Linked DNA regions of Triticum aestivum: region 1 is linked to region 2. A link is a contact called in public Hi-C data. All regions are on one chromosome and are shown on one strand. Each heading gives the region's core, a stretch centred on a gene start, on an enhancer-like site or on the middle of the called end of the contact. The rest is flanking DNA. Distances are from core to core; before and after follow the strand shown.

Region 1 (5,867 bases), core at 1,663-4,162, 250 kb after region 2:
TATTTAACTGCTCTACTTGCTTTGAGGAAAGTCTCGGTAATGTTTCTGTCTTCTCAAATCAGTTTTTAACAGCTCGGCATTTCTCGTCCATTTACTCGGCATTTTTGTGCAAAGTGTGCAGGTTGCCAGAAGAAATTTACAGTGAGCAACAAGTACAGAATTGATCAACTTACTCCTTTAGTATATCTTTAAGTACAGTGCTCTTGCCAGCTCCCATTCCACCACCCATCAGGAGTAGGACTGGGCTGCGATCACAATGTGCTACTGGGACCATCACATCGCTGCACTGTGCCGGACCTTGGGGAGATAGTCCTATGGCCTTCAGCTCTTCCACCAGTGTGGAGAATAGCCTAGTTACCTTCAAGTTTCTTGTGACCCTTTCGAATCTCTGACTCCTGTGTTTAGAGGAGATTCAGATACTAGACTTCAGTTTTGGTGTCAGAGAAACAGAGATCATTACCTGTAATTATATCTCATACTTATGACTGAACCAGATTGAGTTTATGTATTCTTTTTAAGAAGAAAATGCCATCTCAGATCTAAGTTGTAAACATATGCTCAAACTCCTCTGCCTAGGAAGTTAGGGAGATAGATGATGCATGAAGGGGCTTGTTAAGCATGCAGTTCTTGTGGTTTTATTTTCGTATTTTTTTCACATTTTTAATGGATTAATTCAACTACAGTTCTCCTATGCAGACATATTTCGCTTTAGAAACGGACAGATATACACAAGTAGAATTATTGTATCCCACTGGCAGTGAATTAATTGCTTTCATGATTAACAATAAGAAACGCAGACACAAACTGGACCAGAGAATTTAGCAATGCACTCATTCAAAGGGACATTTCCCGGAAAGTCTCATGACAAACCAACATGTGGTTGTGGGAGTAATTTAAAACCTTAGCACATGGGCACCATCTCAATCTCATCACTCCTGACCTCAAAAGATGCAGTTTCTGCTACAGAGCCCACGCTGAGCTCTGAAGTTGATCTAGTGCCAGGTTGACTAATTTATCACTCCGTCAGATAAAAGTAGAAGTCAACTGTGTGAATAATTCAAGGACGAAATCCAGCACGCCGATAAAGAAGAACTTATCAAACCACACACAAGAGGGACATACCAAGCTACATACACTAAGATGATGTAAGCTAAAAATAATGGGCGAAGCAAAGCAAAGAATAGACAACCACAACGCATTGACAGGCTCTACTATGACGCGTGCCGCTTAAAGAATGGATAATCAATCACCTAGTGGCCTCCAATACCATGTTCCTGAGCTTTCTCTTGGGCGCGCCTTCCACTGTCAGAACCTGTGGAGATCACACTGTATCAAATCAATATACAAAATATCAGTGGAAGAGCATCGTCGCAAGGAAGGAAGAAGAGAAGGTCGATTTCATTCAAAAGCCGTCGTCATCGTCGCTCCTTAATTTTTACCTGGGTGATCATGTAGGTGGAGCATTTCCAGTGGAAGGAGAAGTAGCCGAGTATGCACTTGTCGAGCTCCTCGATGAAGCTGACGATGAGGGAGCCGGGGTCGGCGGTGTTGTGGAAGAAGGCGAATATGTTGTCCTCGTAGCCCTTGTTCTTGCGCAGGTAGTCGTAGGCCAGCGTGCACAGGTGGGGGCACTCGCTGGCGTGGTCGAACCCGATTTGCCTGGCTGGAGAAGAAGAGAGGCCACAGGTTTTTGTCAGGCAGGCAGGAAGGTGCAGGGGAAGCTCCAAAACGGCATTATTGTCATAGGATTGTGAAGCTAGTAGAGCCAGAAGGAAGGAACATGCCGTGCGTCTGGATCTCTTTGATGGCGATGTGGGTTTTACTTGTTTATTGTATAAAAGAGGTGGAAATGATAGCGATGTGCATCCGGCAGGGTCACAGAAACATTATCTAATGTACAGTTTTTTGTGTATGGCATGGGCAAGTTGGGTGTCTAGTTAAATGTCCACCATGAGCAAGCAGAGCCGGTAATTTTAATTAACAAATCGAGAGGGGATGCTTGTGCAGCTGGGATTCCGGGCTGCGTCCCTATTTCTTGGATTGGGATCCGCTGGGGCAAGGAGCGGCAGCGGTGCGAACCACGAGAATCTGAGGATGTTCACCTGGTGAAATTGATCGCGTAATTCACTGGTACAAACTGAAGGATGAGCATAAAAGCAGCACAGACGAACAGGAACACTATTCAGATTATCAGGTAGGCCAAAACTGAAACGCGTAGCTGCTCCGTCGATGGATACAAGGCAAGGAGCGAAGAGCAAACAGCACCTAGCGGCGGGGCGGCTGCTGAAGCTAAAGCAAGGGAACGGGGCGGCGAGGGGAGGGGATGGAGAGTGGCGCAAGTACGTACCGACGTAATGGGAGAAGCGCTCGAGCTCCTCGACGCGGCTGGCGCTGGAGACGGCCAGGCGCGGCACCAGCGCCGCCGCGGGCCCGTCGTCCCTCATGCCCCCTCCTGACCTTCCGGCGGTTGAAGGCGAAGGGAGACGAGAAATGCGCTCAACAGGCCCTCCTCGTCCGCGGCAGTGAGATCAGACAGGGAGGGTGCGGCGTGGATTTGTTTATACGGAGCGGGAGCGGGAGCGGGTCGCCGATGCTTCTGGACAACCCACCCGAGGGTGGGTCGGAAATCCTGGAGCCCCGGGGGTAGGCGGTACAGTGGCGTGCCCCTAGCTAAGCTACGGAGCGGAGCGGACGGAATGCGCGGCCGGCCGGGCGGCGGCGATGGGGACGGACGGCCCGGGATTCGCGGGGTGGGAGCACTCGGCGGCCGCGGCGTGGAAGGAAAGAAGGAGAAGGCCTGGCTGCCTGTATGTATATGTATGGACGGTACGGTACGGTCCGCGGCCTCGCGACGGCGTAGAGGGAGGAGCGCGCGGTGGTGGTTGGTGGTGGTGGTGTGCAGGGTGCGGGGCCAACGGCCGGTGGCTGGCGATGGCAGAGAGAAAGAAAGAAAGCGTACGGGTGAAATGATCGCGCGCGGGCAGTTTTGACTTTGCTGCCCATCGCCCACACCGGCAAATTTGACAATTTTGACCTCGGAACGAAATCATTTCATAGAATGAATTGGGTGCGAAACTATTTCACTCTCCTGACCTTTTTGTGTAGCGTCCGCCACGCCGGTGCCACACCGTACTGTGCAGCGCCTAGCTCAGCGGCGTTGCACACCTGTCCACCGTGGCAGCCCCTGGGCCCGCACCCAGCAGTGCAGCGTCTCCGAGCTAGGCGCCACACATGGAATGTGCAGCGCCTAGACTCCGGGCTACGCGTTGCATAAGTCTGTAGCTATCCAGAAAGCAACATAAGGTAGGCCTCCAGTCTGGGGCAAAAATTTCGCTAAGTGTTTGTGCAGCGCCTAGCTAGGAGGCGCCACACTCTACAGTGAAACGCCTAGGCTCAAGGCGCTGCACTATAGAGTGTGGCGCCTCCGGGCTAGGCGCTGCACAAGTCTGTAGCTATCCAGAGAGCAACAGAAGGTAGGCCTCCAGTTTGGGCCAAAAAATTCGCTAAGTTTTGTGCAGCGCCTAGCCTGGGGGCGCCACACTGTACAGTGCAACGCCTTGCTGATGGGCGCTGCACTGTAGAGTGTGGCGCCTGCCAGCTAGGCGCTGCACAAACACTTAGTGTTTTTTGGTCATTCATACTGGGTCATTTTCAGCCACACTTCAACATTTCGTATAATAAACATTAAGGTTCAAAAAGTGTTCACCAAAGACATCATTTCTTAGAAAGGACCATCACAATAAGTTCAAGTTTAACATAGAGCTACCACCACTCCAAGTTCAACGACATAACAAATTCCACATTACTAATAGCTACGACCACTCCATGTTCAACGACATAACAAATTCCACATTACTAATAGCTACGACCACTCCAAGTTCAACGACATAACAAATTTCACATTACTAATAGTTACCACCACTCCAAGTTCAATGACATAACAAATTCCACTCTAAGTTCAACATTATAAATAAAGGACGATGACTAGTGCTTTCCGCGCTTGCTGGCTCCTCCCCCCTCTTGACGCTTATCTTCTTCACCTTCCTAGGAAGAGGAACCCGCTCCGGCTCCGGCTCCGGTTCCTCCACGTCATCTACATTGTCATCCAAATAGTCATCCAAAGCCGCCATCCGCGAGGTGCCGACCGTCCTTTTGCCTCTTTGGCCTCTTTGGGTGAAGTCTTCAGGTGTGTACTTGTTGATTCCCTTCCTAGGTTTCAACTCGTATGCAGACCGAGCCTGGTACGTCCCCACGGTCATATCATCAGCAACCTATGCATCAACAGAAGATATGGAAAGACCGTGTGTGAGGATATGGTTAGCAATGCATCAACAAATGGATATATATCGTCATGCCATACCTCTTGGGTGACCACACCCACATCCTCATCCGCGAAAGGTTCACCATGGCCCTGCCCCGAAGCGGGATCTGATGGTGTCGCCGACCTAGACCGTTCTGGTGATACATACTCGGGCCACGACAACCGAAAAGGTTTGATAGCCGCCTTAACTTTTGGCCCTGGCGCTGCAACATGTACAAGTGAATGAGACATGGAACGTAGCAACATATGTCAAGTGCTAGTTTGAAGGAGATGTGAACCTTAATGAATGCTCGAAGTGCACCTTCCCCATCGCTTTTGCCAGCCGGGGTTGTTTCCAGAATAGTCTCGGTCTCATCAGCTGCTTTCTTGATCTGGGCACGCTATGAACAGAAACGGTACCATAGTGTTAGGCAAGCGAAGATGTGAATAGTGCGAATGGAAAAGCAAAAAGGGCTAACCACAAAGTTCATCATTGGAGCTGAAGGGATCACTGAGTTGCCTTTCCTGACTAATGCGTTGTACTGGTGCTGGGCTACCTCATCAAAAACGGTGGGTTCTTCCAGAATCTCCTCAGCATACGCCGGCTTGCATACCTCCACGCGGGTACTTGCAAGAAACCATGTGAGATAGTTGTTGAACGCGATCGGGCAGTGCTCACGAAGCTGGGCTCGTTTTCCAGCCCTTGCTTGCTCCACACTAAGAGCGAACTGCAGGACATACTTCCTGTGATGGTTGGCCCAATCCTTGATCTTCTGCTGCTTTTTCCTATCCAATCTGCAAGTTAGAAACAGAATATTAGCATCATCGAAACCGTCGAGAAGCTGCTAAGGGCTCAAGGTTAATTATATCTTACGCGTGTAGCAACTTGTCCGTGTCCTCCCACTTCGGCGGGTGTGGCTGGAACAAACCAAACTGGCGGAACACCCGATGTGGCAGGTGAAGCTCAACCGCCCAGTTGCATATCAGTGGGCACCGCATATGCCAGAGATCTCTATCCTTAGTGCACATCGGATTCAGCCTGAACTCCATAGGGTTACCAAAACTCTCTCCTTTTCCATACGGCTCCCATTCCACCTGCAAAATGGGATTGAATGCAAAATTGATATCGAGTTACGATACAAGCATGATAATCACTTATGCAATGTCAGTTCACCTGCTCAGGCGTGATCACGTCCAGCTCGCTCTTGTACAACTTGTACATGGCCGAGGGATCATCCGTCGTCTCATTTAACACATCCCACTTGTAAGCCCAAGTGGGGAGCCGTAGTGGGTCGTCTTTGTCGTCCCAATCCTCGTACTTCACGGTCTTCGGTCGTCCAACCGGGAAACGCTCCCAGCTCCATATGGAAAGTGCGAGCAGACAACCACCAATACCTCCAGTGTGCCTACAACAGGCTTCTTCCAACTGCACATAAAAGAGAACATGGTCAAATTTGCCGCAAGAGCGCATTGATAATGTATCAATGAAGTGAAAAGGAAACAACTTCATACCTGTCGATACAAGTAAGCCAGTGTCGCCGAACCCCAACTCCATTTGCTATCGAAG
Region 2 (5,932 bases), core at 878-3,377:
GTTTGACACTGAACCATACTACAGGCAGGGTCCTCTAGCCGAAGTTGATCACCAGCTACCGGCAACCTGGACTGCCTACCTCAGTATGCGTCAGGAGATCCGAGACCCACAGGTGCATCATCAACTGCAGCAGGATCTGGTGGAGCACCTATGGAGGATCAAGGGCGCCGCCTAACTCGACGTGTGATGAAATATGAGTTTTTATTTGTTGAATTATATAATTTGTATTGAACTATTTATTGTTGCACTATTTTGTTGAACTATTTGATTTTCTGTGATGAACTATGTGATAAAAAAAATATTTATGTTGAGAATTCAACGCCGAACCACACCGAATATGGACCATTTTTCGCTGAAAGTGGGCCGAAAAGCACCCAGGAATGGGTCGATATCGGCGCCTGGGGGCGACCTGGGGGTGACGGTTGGATGCCCAACCGCCCCCAGAGCCGATTTTACCGCCGACTCGCCCTCAGGCGGTGATTTTTATGCCTCCTGGAGGGCCAACGGCTGGAGATGCTCTTAGCCTGAGTCGCCATCATCTTTGTCTTCCCTCTAAGAGCATTTCCAACCAAACATAGCTAATTTGATTCTCTATACATCCAGGGACGTGTCCACTCATATCCAAACCTTAAACTCATACAACCTCATGCAATGTTAATCAACACAACATAGATAAACTAAACACATATCATTGATACGATTGGGCATAGCAAAAAAATCATACAACCAGATATGGCAAGTTCAAAAAACAGATAGTTCACCACTACAATAACATTAATACGATATACTATTAGACAAAGATAGCAGTCACCTCTTATTCACCTTGCCCTTTCCCTGTCGTCTCTAGAGCGACGGTATTACACGTTGCCGCATAGAGGGTCATTGGAGTTGTTGGAGGCACTAGAGGATTTGGATGAGGAGGGGAGCCCTAGCAGGCAACGGACTACGCAAGCGCGGTACTTGGCGAGGCGGCTAACTTTGGCATCCGCCATAGCTTTCTTCTTCAGTGGGCACTCGAACTCCCTAAGCTCTAGCTGCAATGCTTTCACATTTTTATGGCGATTGCGGCAGGCGTTTGTCTGAGCGGTGGTCAAGGACTAGTGCAGGACGCCGCAGATGAGCTCATCGTCGAAGTCGAAGGTAAGGGAGACCGACACAGATCTACAAGAGCCATGCCTGCCTCATGCGGCGAGCTGCCCATGCCTTTGACTTGAGAAGCCACCGCCGCGTGCTTGAAGGTGTTGAGATCAGCACCCAACACCGACCAAGAGGTGCAGGGAGCGGAAGTGACATCCCGGAGCTGCAAGAGCCCCACCAGACCACCGGGCGGGCGTGGACCACGCCGAGCCTACGCGGACTAGCCTGGAGTTGGAGGAGTGCCGCCAGGCCACCAGAGTGGTGCGTCGAGATCGAGCTTCCACCCCTATCCATCAGCAACCTACAGATGGCAATGAAGATAGCAACTCGTCATTTGACTCTGCCGCGATGGCGTCCCAATCAACGGTGTCGGCTTCAGAGGAGGAGTCGCTGCTGGAGCCGGATATGGTGGTGACTGACGGCGACAAAGGGAAGGGGAGAGGAGTTGGAGCGGTGCTGTTGAGGAAGTGTGACTAAGATTTGGTCAGAGTGGTGTTTTTGTGGGGGTCGAGGTGGGCCAACACGGGCCAATCTGGCGTGGTAGCCGCGTTGAAACCATCTCATATCCCACCCACATAGGGAATGGATATGAAGGGTGTCGAACAACCCGGACAAATAGGCTGGGTACACGGGGTCTGATATTGTGGCGGTTGGTTGCGAGATGATTTTTGCCATGCCTCACGCGTGTTTGCAGTGTGGTGTTTGAATCAGGCCCTCGCAAAGGTACGGATGTAGACCTATTCACCACGTCAGAGAAGAAAAAGAACTGTTCAATCACACACGCCTCAGGTGGCCCGCCCGTTTGAATGCACACGCCCATCTGACTGTTCAACAGTCCCAGCCCGGAAAGCTACGCCCTCCAGGGGCTCCGCCGTAATTTCGCGCAGGAGGAAAGGGCATATTCGTCATAGCCCGCAGGATAAATTCCGATTCCTGCCTGCCGGACAAAGACAATATCTTTGGGGAGGCGAGCCGGGATTGGAGACCGAGGCCAGAAGGCAACAACAAAGTGCGCGTGAGAAATAAGCGGTGCTTGCCGAGAAGAGAGAGAGAGAGAGAGAGAGAGAGAGAGAGAGAGAGAGATGGCGGCGTCGGCGGCGACGGCAACGGCGGCGGCGGTGGGGGCGGGGGAGGTGATCTCCGTCCACAGCCTGGAGCAGTGGACCATGCAGATCGAGGAGGCCAACGCCGCCAAGAAGCTGGTATACACATCTATCTATCTATCTCCTGATTGATCTGGTTCCGTTATCCCCTCTTCCTCCTGCAAAGCGGGAGGAGCGCTAGGGTTTGTTTCAGATCCCACTCGATCCGTCGAGCGCTAGTGTTTCTTTGTTCACACCACCCAAATCTAAAACCTAGGAGCAGTGATGTTTGGTGGATGAGAGCTGTTTCGTGTATGTAGTGGGCTCCTGACGACTAATCTGTGCTTAAAACAAGTTGCTGGATTGTTTTACGATTGCGATTCAGAGAGCGTATAGGGCTGATTTGTTTTCCCCCATCTTAGGGATGCGGCGAATCTGGTATTTGTGACCAGGAAAAATTGCAGCAAAAACAGTTAATCACAACTAGACTAGTTGACTGGACTTTCTTGTCAGGGGCTCTGCTAAGCCAATTGTTATAGTAGGCCGGAGAAAAACGCCAATTCAGATTTGAGACATTTTGTAGCGCAGGTGGCACCCCTCCCTGCAAGGTCTTTCTTTGAATTGTCTAAAACCACTGTCATGTGTTGATTACGTTGTAGTAATAGCGTTGCCTTGATCCTGTGTAATGATGCATATGTTTGGAACATCTTTCTGTGTCAGCAGATCGCGCGTCTCTTTACACGACTCTTGCAATATGTTTTCCGCGCTGTGCTGCCTGACGAGTTTTGTGGTGTGTGGATGGAGATTGGAGAGTCCTTTTGTTCTTCTTGTTAAGATTGTAGAGATTGCCATCGTGTGCAATATCCCCCTATTTGATACTGCTACAAATTGGCACCAACATTGTACTATATGTAGATCGTGTCTCTTCAAGTCTGTATACAAAGAATGATGGTGTTAACCCACTGAAACTCTGAACCATGGCCTCACATGATGATCATTATGGAGTAGTTTGTAATATATTTTTTGCGGGGGAGTTTGCAACTTTTCATGGAGTTTCGACTCAGAAATTCTGGAACAAGCGCAGCAATCCAATGTAAATTTTACTCCCTCCGTTCTTAAATATAAGACCTTTTAGATATTCCACTATGGACTACATACGGATGTATATAGACATACTTTAGAGTGTAGATTCACTCATTTTGCTCCGTATGTAGTCTAAGTGGAATCTCTAAAAGGTCTTATATTTAGGAACTTGGAGTGCAAGCTCTGGTATAGGAATTAGCAATAGCATTTTTTTAAAAGCAAAAGCATTATTGACACATGCTTTGAATATATTCTTCACGATCATGTTAACCTTGTTTTGCACCTAACAGGTGGTCATTGACTTCACTGCATCGTGGTGTGGACCCTGCCGCATTATGGCTCCAATTTTCGCTGATCTCGCCAAGAAGTTCCCAGCTGCTGTTTTCCTCAAGGTCGATGTTGATGAACTGAAGGTAATGGAACTGATGTCGCTGTTTACAGAGTATCGTGGTACAAATTCAGAGCTGTGTTACTAACAAAGCTTTTTGTGTTGTATAAACAGTCCATTGCTGAGCAATTCAGCGTGGAGGCCATGCCAACCTTCCTGTTCATGAAGGAAGGAGACGTCAAGGACAGGGTTGTCGGAGCTATCAAGGAGGAACTGACGAACAAGGTTGGGCTACACGCGGCCCAGTAATCACCTAGCGGTGTAGTATTGGCCTAAATAAAATTGCCGCTCAACAAGTAGTGCCTCTAATGGCACCTTATATCCTGTGTACTTCTTGTTACTTGTTGGTTTATGGATAATGCGTTGCTTAATCCAAGCTAGTGTGCTTTTGCATAAATAGTTTTCGCCCCTTTGGATGTGAATTTGCCTGGATCTATCCTGATCTACAAGCTGGGATGTGCATGTGCACACGGTTCCAGTGTTGGTTCCCCTCTCCGATCCCACCTGGAGCTGGAAGTTCTCCCCTTTTCAAAAAAAGGGAGGAAATTCTCTTCCGGATTCAAGCAGAAACATATTTTGATTCGGTTTCATCAGGCTAGCAATCCTCTCTTCATATATACCTGGACAATCGTCTTGTAGATAGCTTGAAAGGAGGGGAAGATCCATCCATGTACATGGAGGAGGGCTTGGAAGAGTACGTCAACGTGACGGAGAGCGCCATCTTCGGCGCCTCGCTGACACCGCCTGCGCTGCCCCTTTTCAACGGTCCTCCTCCGAGCTGGGTCCTCCTCGACGTCTCCGCCTACATAGCCGCCGGCACCACCGCCGCCGCCGGCACCAGGGGAGGCCATGCCATAGAGGTCACCATGATCGCCGCCCGCCCGCCGCTGGTCTCCCACATCCGCGTCAACTGCCCCGGCCTCAAGCCCACACGCTTCGCCATCGAGCCCAGGATCTTCGCCGCCGCGGATGGCCTCTTCTTGCTCGGCGTCGCCATCGGCCACCGGTCCCTGTGCACCCAGCCGGACATGTTCGACTACTTCGTCTACCAGCCCGCCGCGCGCTCGCTCACGTCTCTCCCGCGCCCACATGGCCGCTTCGGTCTCAGGGACGTCGCCCTCCTGCGCTGCAGCCCGAACAGCTCCTCCTACATCATTGCGTTCCTCGAGGGTACACGGGGACGGGGCATGGCGTATGAGCTCCACCGCTTCCACTCCGAGACCAACACCTGGACCAAGAGCAAGCTGGAGCTTGGTGCCACTGCCATGAACCCTGCCATGGACTCCGTCTTCTTCTCCACTAGCAAGGTGTTCACTCTCGGCGGTGGTTTCGTGGGCTGGGCCGACCTCTGGCGCGGCGTCCTGCTCTGCGACGTGCTCCTCGACCCGGAGCTCCGCTACGTCCCCTTGCCGCATGCCTTCGGTGAGCGCAAGTGGGACGCCGTCATAACCAGGGACATCGCCGTTGTCGACCAAGGTTGCATCAAGTACGTCGACAAGCGGTCTGACGAGCACACTGGTGGTGGCTGGACACTCACCGCATGGAGCAAGAAGATCAACAGCAAGCCGTGGAAGGAGGAACAATGGCGCCAGGACTGCGAGTTGAGATCTTCTGATGTCTCTGTCCTTTTGCCGCCACTGCCGAGGCCATTCCATGAGCTCATGACAGGCCACCCCGTCATAAGCTTGCGGGGCGACGACGTCGTCTACTTGATGAGCAAAGAGAGCCTCAGGGACGACACGGCGTGGGTGGTCGCCGTCGACATGAGCAGCAAGTCGTTGCAGGAAGTGGTTGAGTTTGGCGGTTCCCGGAGATCAATAGGCATAAGCCGCACCTATATACAGAGCAGGATCGACCTCTGGTCATCCGAAGATCACCCCAGGTAATTCTATCTTGAATTAATCAGTTCGATCTTCGATCACCTGCTATTGCTCATGCCTAATCTGTTGGGCTTTTCTTATCTGTACAAATCCGACAATTCGGTCGGTTGGCTCATTTTAGTCGTTTTAGAACATTTTGGAAGACATCTGAATGGTGGTGTAATTGATCAATGCACATTTAGGGGTTGGAAAATCATCCATGAATTTCAAACACATAACTGGGGAACTAGAAACCGCTGCTGCATGTCGCGGTAGCTTTTGTGTAAGAAGTCAGTTCAGATGTTGTGTGAGACTGAGGTTATATACATTGGCATCAGACGCTGTTTAATGTTCTTGTTGTCGCTTGCTGCCATTTCTTTTTC

Evidence for each region. Hi-C and Micro-C count contacts between places; a contact is called where the count stands out from the background.
Region 1: a Hi-C map of leaf shows a contact between it and region 2, with 5 times the contacts expected there. The contact joins the promoter of LOC123182556 here to the promoter of LOC100037537 in region 2. A contact is called at or near these places in 4 of 5 Hi-C or Micro-C datasets (leaf and an unstated tissue).

What each region holds. Positions count from the first base shown.
Region 1 is chr1D:422,114,951-422,120,817 of IWGSC CS RefSeq v2.1, forward strand. It overlaps LOC123182556 (calmodulin calcium-dependent NAD kinase), which reads right to left and starts at 2,913. Exons shown (of 8, transcript XM_044595171.1): 1 at 2,348-2,913; 2 at 1,440-1,663; 3 at 1,251-1,312; 4 at 174-395. The coding sequence starts at 2,444.
Region 2 is chr1D:421,863,710-421,869,641 of IWGSC CS RefSeq v2.1, forward strand. LOC100037537 (thioredoxin H-type-like) reads left to right here and starts at 2,128. Exons shown (of 3, transcript XM_044595169.1): 1 at 2,128-2,339; 2 at 3,593-3,715; 3 at 3,805-5,904. The coding sequence starts at 4,359. The coding sequence ends at 5,576.